Regions from separate parts of the Ovis aries genome. Here all the other regions are linked to region 1. Evidence: chromatin contacts called from public Hi-C data. All regions are on one chromosome and are shown on one strand. The core of a region is the stretch at or near the end of the contact, and the rest is flanking DNA. Distances in the headings are between cores, read along the strand shown.

Region 1 (2,703 bases), core at 133-2,632:
CCCACCCTCCCACCTCCCCACGCCCTCACTCCTTGCAAATCTTTTACAATCCCAAATATCCCCCCAGGTCAAATGCTTTCTAGATGGAATCCTCCCTAACTCTACAAATTGTAATCTCTACTTTGAGTCCCCACAAATGCTTTAAGAGCTTGAATGCATTCAGTAGCGAATTTGACCACAGCAAGTAACTTAATCTTTGCAGGCTTCTCTGTGAAAAGGGACAAAAAATAACTACTGGTAGTTGTAAAACATCAGTGTGTCAAGCGCTAAGAACAGCGCCTGCCACGTTACAGAGTTCAATTAGTGTTAGCTATTGTTAATTTTCATCTTCTTAATCCTCAGCCTCTAGCTTAGATGCTTCATTAGTGCTTGCTGAATGAATGGAGACTTAATATGGAAAAGGATTTATCCTTAGGGCTCGATCTGGTTTTAGAAAATGAAGCATTTAGCAGAAGTACAGAAGGGACTCTGATAACAGTTATCTGTGTTCTGTGTCCAGGGACTCCGAATTGACCTGGTTCTCGAAAGAAAAGCGACAGCATCTAGGTTGTTTTTTCATGGAGCTCTGTGCAGGGTCTGACACATCTCGAGCTCACGCAAATCAGGTTGCAGGAGTGCATGCACACGCCCCGGCAGGAGCGCCTGGATGTAGGTAGTATCACTACACCCGGTCACCAAGGAACCGGGTTAGCCCCGGGGCTCTAGACCCTGCTGCGCGTGTGGAGGCTGCGGAGGAGGCACGGGGAGGGGACAGGAATTCGGAGACGGCCACGTGGGCCCCTTCCGCCCTCTCCCCACATCCTTTGTTTCCCACCGGCCGCGGCTCAGGAAGCTCTTTCTGCGAGTCACCGCGAAGGGGCGGCCGGGGAGCCGGGAGAAGCTATTTCCGTGCAATCCGGGCGGGCGGCAGGCGCGGGAGGGGCGTGGAGGTGGAGGAGAGCAGAAGGCCTAGTGTTTGCTTTTATTTCATCCAACAGAAGGTTCTATTTGTGGAAGCGAACAGACGCTGGGGATTAGAGCTGGGAGGGGGCAGGAAAAGGAAAAAAAAAAAAAAACCGTCACATACACTACCACGCATAGGTCTTCCCCGGAACTACCGCGTGGGGGTGAATGAGTGATTCCGGAATTCATCACCTTCTCTTTCCTCCCTTCCTCCGGCTACCGCCGGGTCTCGGCGACGCCTACAGCTCCAACCTGAGGTCCCCAGGCGCGGGGCGGCGAGGGGATCCCCCGGGGCAAAAGGAGTCACCCCGCGGCCGCAGGGAGCGGCGGGTGCTGGAGAACTGGTGCGCGCGCCCGCGGTCCATTGTGCTCCGAGTGAATGAGGAGCGCGCACCAATCACCGGTCGCTTCACCTCCCGCGGCCCCTCCCCTCCCGCCCACTTCCCCGGGACCCTGACGTCACGGGAACTTTTCCTCCGCCTCCTCCCCCGGCTTCCAGCGCTGAGTCCACGGCCTGCGGGAGGGCGCGCGCCGCCTCCTGCCTAGACCAGCCTGTTGAGGGTTTGGGGGGAGCTGGGGGGAATGTGTGCGCGCGCCCTAGCGGGCTCAGAACTCACCACCTGCGCCGGAGCGCGCTCAGCCCCGAGCATCCCAGCCCTCGGGCCACCCCTTCGCCCCCGCCGACCCAGCTCCACCTCCCCTTCCCGCCGCCCCCCCGCCCTTGTCCTCCCCCTCCGCTTCGGTGACTGCTCGCCCGGCGGCAGGGCCGGAGTCGTCGCAGCCACCTCATTGCACAACCCGGCTTCCCAACTGTTTACACAGCCCGGCCTGTGAGTGTGTGTGTATACAGCGTGAGTCACCGGGAGGCGGAGGAGGTGGAGGAAAAGGAGAAGGAGGAGTGCACTGGCCGGGATCGGTGCGGCGCACACACTCACTCACACTCAGTCACTCTCTCCGAGAGCGTCTCGCTCGCGCACACTCACGCCGGGAGCCCAAGAGCGCGCCGGATTCCGAGCGCCGCGGAAAAGTTGCTTTGGCTTTCGCTACGAGACTTCTTGCTCTGGGAAGTGTGTTTGCTCCGTGGCTCCAGCGAGCCCGCGGAATCCTGTGCTCGCCGCTCTGAACCTCGGGAAGGCCGGCCGCCTCTGCCTCCCCGACTGTCGGCAGCTTCGACAACAATAGCGGCGGCTGCCGCTGTTCTGCTAGGCGCCCGGAGCAGGTACCCGCGAGGATCCAGAGACCCGAGCCGGCCTCCGCGCCGCGGACGCGCTGCCAGCGTGATCCCCGCGTGCACCAGGAGCGGCTCCAGCTTTGCCCCTAGTGGGGGCAGAACCAAGCTCCGTCTGCAAACTCCATCCCCCGGGCTGGAGTAAGTCGCGGCGCCCGTCGCGCCTTTCCGGGCGGATCCGAGGACTTATAAAGCAGGGGCCGCCCCGGCCCGGGTCGGGATGCGGGTCGGTCCCGTGCGCTCTGCCATGAACGGCGTCTCGCAGCCCCGCACTCCGGCCTTGTTGCTCGCCGCCGGCCGGGGCACCCCGGCCAAACGCCTGCTGGACGCGGACGACGCGGCGGCCGTGGCGGCCAAGTGCCCACGTCTCTCCGAGTGTTCGAGCCCCCCGGACTACCTCAGCCCCCCTGGCTCTCCCTGCACCCCGCAGCCTCCGCCCGCCGCTCCAGGGGCCGGCGGCGGCTCCGGGAGCGCGCCGGGGCCCAGCCGCATCGCTGACTACCTGCTGCTGCCCCTGGCTGAGCGCGAGCATG
Region 2 (2,703 bases), core at 62-2,561, 290 kb before region 1:
AGCACTAGTCCCCACCCATCCATTATCAGGAATAAACTGTAGCGGTTGTTGATCAAGATAAAAGCCACCGGCGCATCTCTTACAGGAAAGTTCTAAAATGAGCCTAATCACTTTAGTTTGACTCATGGATCCTGAAACAGAATTAAAAAAAAAAAAAAAACCGGAAAGTGTTCCTTGTAGCGGACAAAGGCAGGGAAGACTCTCCCTCCTCCCGGCAACCATCTAGGTTGGAGGAAGCTCCATGCACTTGGAATCTATCCGGAGACCCAGTTCCCTTACCGGATCTGTGTTTTCTGTTTTTCTAACTGTACCCACTCCGGTATTCTTGGGCTTCCTTTGTGGGTCAGATGGTAAAGAATCCGCCTGCAATGCGGGAGACCTGGGTTCGATTCCTGGGTTGAGAAGACCCCCTGGAGAACCGAAAGGCTACCCACTCCAGTATTCTGGCCTGGAGAATTCCATGGGCTGTATAGTCCATGGGGTGGCAAAGAGTCGGACACGAGTGAGCGACTTTCACTTCACTACTTTACCACCACAGACAAATCAGGACACTCAGAATTTTTTTTTTTTAAACGCAAAGACTTTGGCGTGTCACAGGTGAGGCAATTAAGGTGCAGAGAGCGACAATGACTTGCCCAAACTCAGCCCATGGCAAAACTAGAATTCAAACCGAGGTCCGTCAGACTGTAAAAGCTTCCACCGACCACTCAGGTTTCTCGAGAGTAAATGGAGGAATCACGACGTCCACAAAGCTTTACTCCCGGAAACCTGGAAGGATCAGATGCGGACCAAGCAGCTGAACATCATCACTTCCTAAAGCGCCAAAGCAGCGTGGAAAACTGTTTCCAGCTGAGTGGAGATGCGGAGTCTGAACTGCAGCCGCAGTTCCAGGAAAACCCCCAGTCCTTTTACGCCAGGCTCCCCCATCCAGACCCCACCCCACGCCGCAAAATCCCCCCAGCCCGGCGCCTGGGCCAGCGCGGCCCAACCCCGGGGCGGGGGAGGGGACGGGGGACGTGAAGGAGGCGGCGCGCGCACACTGCCCCGACTCACCTGTCACCTGGGCCGCGCTAGGGCGCACGCGCAGGGCCCACGGTCGTGCGCGGAGTCTGCACGCCGGCCCCCCACCCCTCTGTCTCCGTAAGGGTCCTTCCTCTTTTACCCCCAGCCCTTCCCTTATCCTGAGCCGGCCAGACCCCGGCTTCCGCCCCTGGTCCCTCGGCTGTCACATGACAGAGGGGCGGGGAGCGGCGGTGGGGCATCATGTGACCGCTCGCCGGCGACTACTGATGACGTCCGAGCCCGCGCTCGCCGTTTTTGCGACAGGGGAAGAGAGTGAAGGAAGGAGTTGGGGTCCGGGCGCGGGGAATCCGGGCGCAGCCGGACAAGAGCTACATCCTGCAGCAAGGTAAGGCAGGAGCGAGGGATAGCGATGGGGAGGGTGACGAGGGGTGTCGCTTCCTTCTCGGGCGCTCCGCTGGTGCGCGGAGCTGCGAGCTGTGGACCTAGGTTATGGTCGTGGTTCTTTTCACGGTCACAGCAGGGAGGCTGGGGCCGTTGACCTCACTCTCCAAGACGCCATCTCTCCATCCTTTGGCTCTAAATGTGTGGATCATGAATTATTTTTTTATTGAAATATTGTTCACTTACAGTGTGTTAGTTTCAGGTGTACAGCAAGGTGATTCAGATATATATGTGTATATGTATATATTTCAGGTTCTTTTCCATTATAGATTATTAAGATATTGAATATAGTTCCCTGTGCCTTAGGGACTCTAGAGTAGGACTCTATTGTCTATCTGTTTATATATAATAGTGTGAGGTCCCAAATTCTTGATCTAAATAAATCTGGTTTGAGCTGGCTTTCAAAGCAGGGCCTTGGGCACATAGTTGAAATAAACTCTCCCGGCGTCTGTTTCCTTTTCTCTTCTCGCCTGTAAATGGTTGTGAGGATTAACTATAATGAGAGCAAAGCTTAGGGATACCAGTTCATGGCATGCTATAGGGGACATAGAAATGGTTTCTGTTATTGATGTAACTCTTCCAAATTGTTATTGGTTGCCTATTTTGTGTGAGGGGAATTTATGTAACTATTTACGTAGTGTGGAATATGTCAGAATTCTAGTTTAAGTTGCTGGCAAGGTGAAAGAGTGGCAGACATGTGAGCAAGTAGACCTGGGTTCGATCCCTGGGTTGGGAAGATCCCTTGGAGAAGGAAATGGCAACCCACTCCAGTACTATTGTCTGGAAAATCCCATGGACAGAGGAGCCTGGTAGGCTATAGTCCATGGGGTCGCAAAGAGTCAAGACAGGACTGAGCGACTTTACTTTCACTTTAAAGTAGAATATGTGTGTGTGGTTGAGGGGGAGCGGATAGTAGTAGCATGAAGAAGAAAACAAGCAATTGCTTGTATGGATAAGAGAACGATTCAACAATATGCAAGATGTAGCCTTGCATATTGAAAAAGAAGGTACAGCTCTGGTGGCTGAACTTGTATAGGGCCCTATGGATTTAAAGGTGGTCAGCACAGTATCTAGGTTATTTGTGTGTTTACCACTTGCTGTACCCAAAGATGAGAGGAATATTTTTATTTTTACATTAGCTAATTATTGGCCACCCCATCTACAGAGAATCTTAAAGACCCGTTGTGGTCTGAATGTTTATATTCTCTCCCACCCCACCCCCAGTTCATATGTTGAATT
Region 3 (2,703 bases), core at 121-2,620, 270 kb before region 1:
AAATGGAATTATTTTCTTAATTTCGTTTTCAAATTGTTCATTGCAAATTTTGAAAATACAATTGATTTTTATCTGATCTTGTATCCCGCAATCTTGCTGAACTCACTTATTAGTTTATATATATATATGTATATTGTATATATATATGTGTGTATTTTTAATGGATGTGGTAGGATTTTCTTTATGCAAGATCATGTCATCTGTGAATAGAGATAGTTTCATGTCTTCCTTTCCAGTCTTTTTATTTCTTTTTCTTGCCTGATGCTGGAACCTGCGGTAAATTCAGTGTTTAATAGAAGTGGCAGGAACAGGCATCCTTGTTGTTTAGGCAACCCCATGGACTCTAGCTCATCAGGCTCCTCTGTCCCTGGAATTTTCCAGGCAAGAATACTGGAGTGGGTTGCTATTTCCTTCTCCAGGGGATCTTCCTGACCCAGGGCTTGAACCCGCATCTCCAGCACTGGCATGTGGATGCTTTACGACTGAGCCATTTGGGAAGCGCAACAGGCATCTTATTGTGTTCCTTATCTTAGGACAGAAACATTCAGTCTTTCATCATTAAGTGTGATGTTCTCTGCAGAGCTCCCTTCCTCCTGCAGTGTCCTCCAGCACTACCCCCTTTGAGAAAGTTTAACATTCTGCTCACTGTAAGAAGAAATGCTTAAAGCAATTTCATTCATTACCACAGAGCATGTATAAAAAGATAAGCTTTGAGCTGGGAGAGGCAATAAATTGATTAACTGGTACAGCACACAAATGAGTAAGTAAAATAAAACTTTAAAAGTGCTGTGAGAGTACAGTATGTATAGTAAACAATGGGGGCACTGTGGGGTTAGTAAATCCTAGCTAAGGATCTTCCGGAGGAGTTTCATGTAGAAGATGATGACCAGAAGATGAATAGTGGTTTCTGTAGAGTGGGAGAGGGTACCTCCGAGGAAAGCAAAGGTGAGAGGTGGTCCAAAGAGTTTGGTGTCAAGGTCTGTGGAGGGTCTGGGGTTTTACCCTAAGTGGATGCCATCAAGTTAGCCTGCCACGGTTGGATGGATGCTGGCAGAGGGCAGGAGACTCCTGAGACTGAGACAGAGGCCTTTTCTGTGGTACATCAAGCCTTGTGATTCTACCTACCTCCTGTAGGTTCACTCCCAATCTGAGTCCTTTCAGGGTTGACAGGGAACAGCTCCAGAGCTCAAGAGCGATACTGTAGTGGGCTTGTGTTGGAGTTGAGGAACCTTAAGCTTGGGGAACTCAGATGTTTTTAATAGGCAGTAAGCCCGCCTGACTTTTGCTCTGGAGTGAGACTCTTGCTCTGTCTTAGTCTTCCAAAGCTTTGTTCATTATACAAACATCCTTGAAAGATAGTCTGGGACAAAAGGGCAGGTCATGCTTCCGCACATTGTGCAGAGATGTGTGAGGCACATGAAGAATTGCTTCCCAATACCTGACAGATCCAGGGAGGTGCAAGTAGTTCACCTTGAAGACTAGCTGCAGTTTGGCCCTTCTCAGATTTTTAGCACCATGTGTTAGAGCTTTAGTACCATTACATCAAGACGACGTAGTACATTTCATCCTGCAGTAGGAAGGCCTCGGTTACTGCCACTTTCCTTCCTTCTTTTCCTTTTTGCCTGATAGGGCAGCAAAATACTTTGGTTGGCTAGGTAGAATAATTTAGGACTTTTAAGAACCAGGTCTGAAAGTTAATAGCATGGAGACTTGAGGTTTTGGCTTCTTCATCTGTAAAATAGGGGATAATATTGTCCTAATATCTAATGAGTATTTGATTGTGGGCCCACAAACAGCTCCTTTATTCCCACCTTATTTAGGGTTGATGTGAGAATTGAATAACATGTATAAAATGCCCTCCACAATACTTGGCACAAAGCACTCACATTTTATTGGTCAGTTACTTTTTTTTCCAAATTTTTGAACACATCCTCTCATTTATTTGTTTGCTTGTTTTACTGTCAGTTAATAGTTTTTATTCAATCTCCGAAGAGTCCACAGAGCTGTTTTCATTAGATTTTTTTTTTTTAATTGAAAAATCGTTAGTTTCAGGTCAATTACTTTTTGACCACTGCAGGTAAAAAAAAAAAAAAAAAAAAAATGTAAAGAGTTATTTGGGCCCTTTGCAGAGGGGAATGTTCCTTTGGAGCTCTTGGTTGAGAATTAGTATTGTATAAAGTAAATATTGTACAAATTTAATATTATACAAATTCCCTGAGTTAAAATGCAAGTTCTGTTATCTACTATCTGTGTAACTTTAAACCGGTTACTTCAGTTCTTTGAGCTGCTTTTTCTTTGTGGGTAAAATATGGCCAATATCTCCTTTTCACAGTTGTTCCTAGTTTGAGACAGTTTATGCACTTTGTCATGCTGGATGTACTTTTCACCTTGGCTTGTCAGCCTGTAAACACTTACCTTGATAATAAAGAGAATTGGTGGATAAATAATTGTTAAATATATACTTTCCCATTGGAATGGAGAATGACTCTGAGAAAATGTGTTGTGATGGCTAAGTTTGTGTGGGGGAAAGGGATTGGGGGTGGGCATTATCTTCTCAGTAGGAACAAAATGATGTCTATGATGGTTTCTGAAGCAGAAGTGTGTTCTAGTTTCAGAAAAATTAGTATGGGATTTAATTTCAAGCACAGAGGATCAGAGCACCTTTGGGACAGACTGAAATAGATATTTAAACTGGTTGCAAAA

The links. A called contact is a pair of places that touch in the nucleus more often than the background predicts.
Region 2: a contact with region 1 is called in a Hi-C map of hypothalamus, with 4 times the contacts expected there. The contact joins the promoter of NSMCE2 here to the promoter of TRIB1 in region 1. A contact is called at or near these places in 9 of 16 Hi-C or Micro-C datasets (blood, hypothalamus, liver and 4 more).
Region 3: a contact with region 1 is called in a Hi-C map of muscle, with 8 times the contacts expected there. The contact joins the enhancer-like site here to the promoter of TRIB1 in region 1. A contact is called at or near these places in 11 of 16 Hi-C or Micro-C datasets (blood, hypothalamus, liver and 5 more).

The regions. Positions count from the first base shown.
Region 1 is chr9:27,817,442-27,820,144 of ARS-UI_Ramb_v3.0, reverse strand. TRIB1 (tribbles pseudokinase 1) reads left to right here and starts at 1,382. Exons shown (of 3, transcript XM_015097737.4): 1 at 1,382-2,703. The coding sequence starts at 2,391. LOC121820328 (a long non-coding RNA gene) reads right to left here and starts at 1,323. Exons shown (of 2, transcript XR_006060812.1): 1 at 1,135-1,323; 2 at 1-1,019.
Region 2 is chr9:28,108,321-28,111,023 of ARS-UI_Ramb_v3.0, reverse strand. NSMCE2 (NSE2 (MMS21) homolog, SMC5-SMC6 complex SUMO ligase) reads left to right here and starts at 1,311. Exons shown (of 8, transcript XM_027972906.2): 1 at 1,311-1,408. It overlaps WASHC5 (WASH complex subunit 5), which reads right to left and starts at 1,234. Exons shown (of 29, transcript XM_015097738.4): 1 at 1,054-1,234.
Region 3 is chr9:28,088,173-28,090,875 of ARS-UI_Ramb_v3.0, reverse strand. All of the region lies in intron 2 of NSMCE2 (NSE2 (MMS21) homolog, SMC5-SMC6 complex SUMO ligase), which reads left to right. Among named protein-coding and RNA genes, the nearest start is that of NSMCE2, 20 kb to the left of the region's middle. Within about 2 kb of position 1,370, at least 5 of the 54 cell types and tissues checked have an H3K27ac peak or open chromatin away from gene starts, as enhancers often do.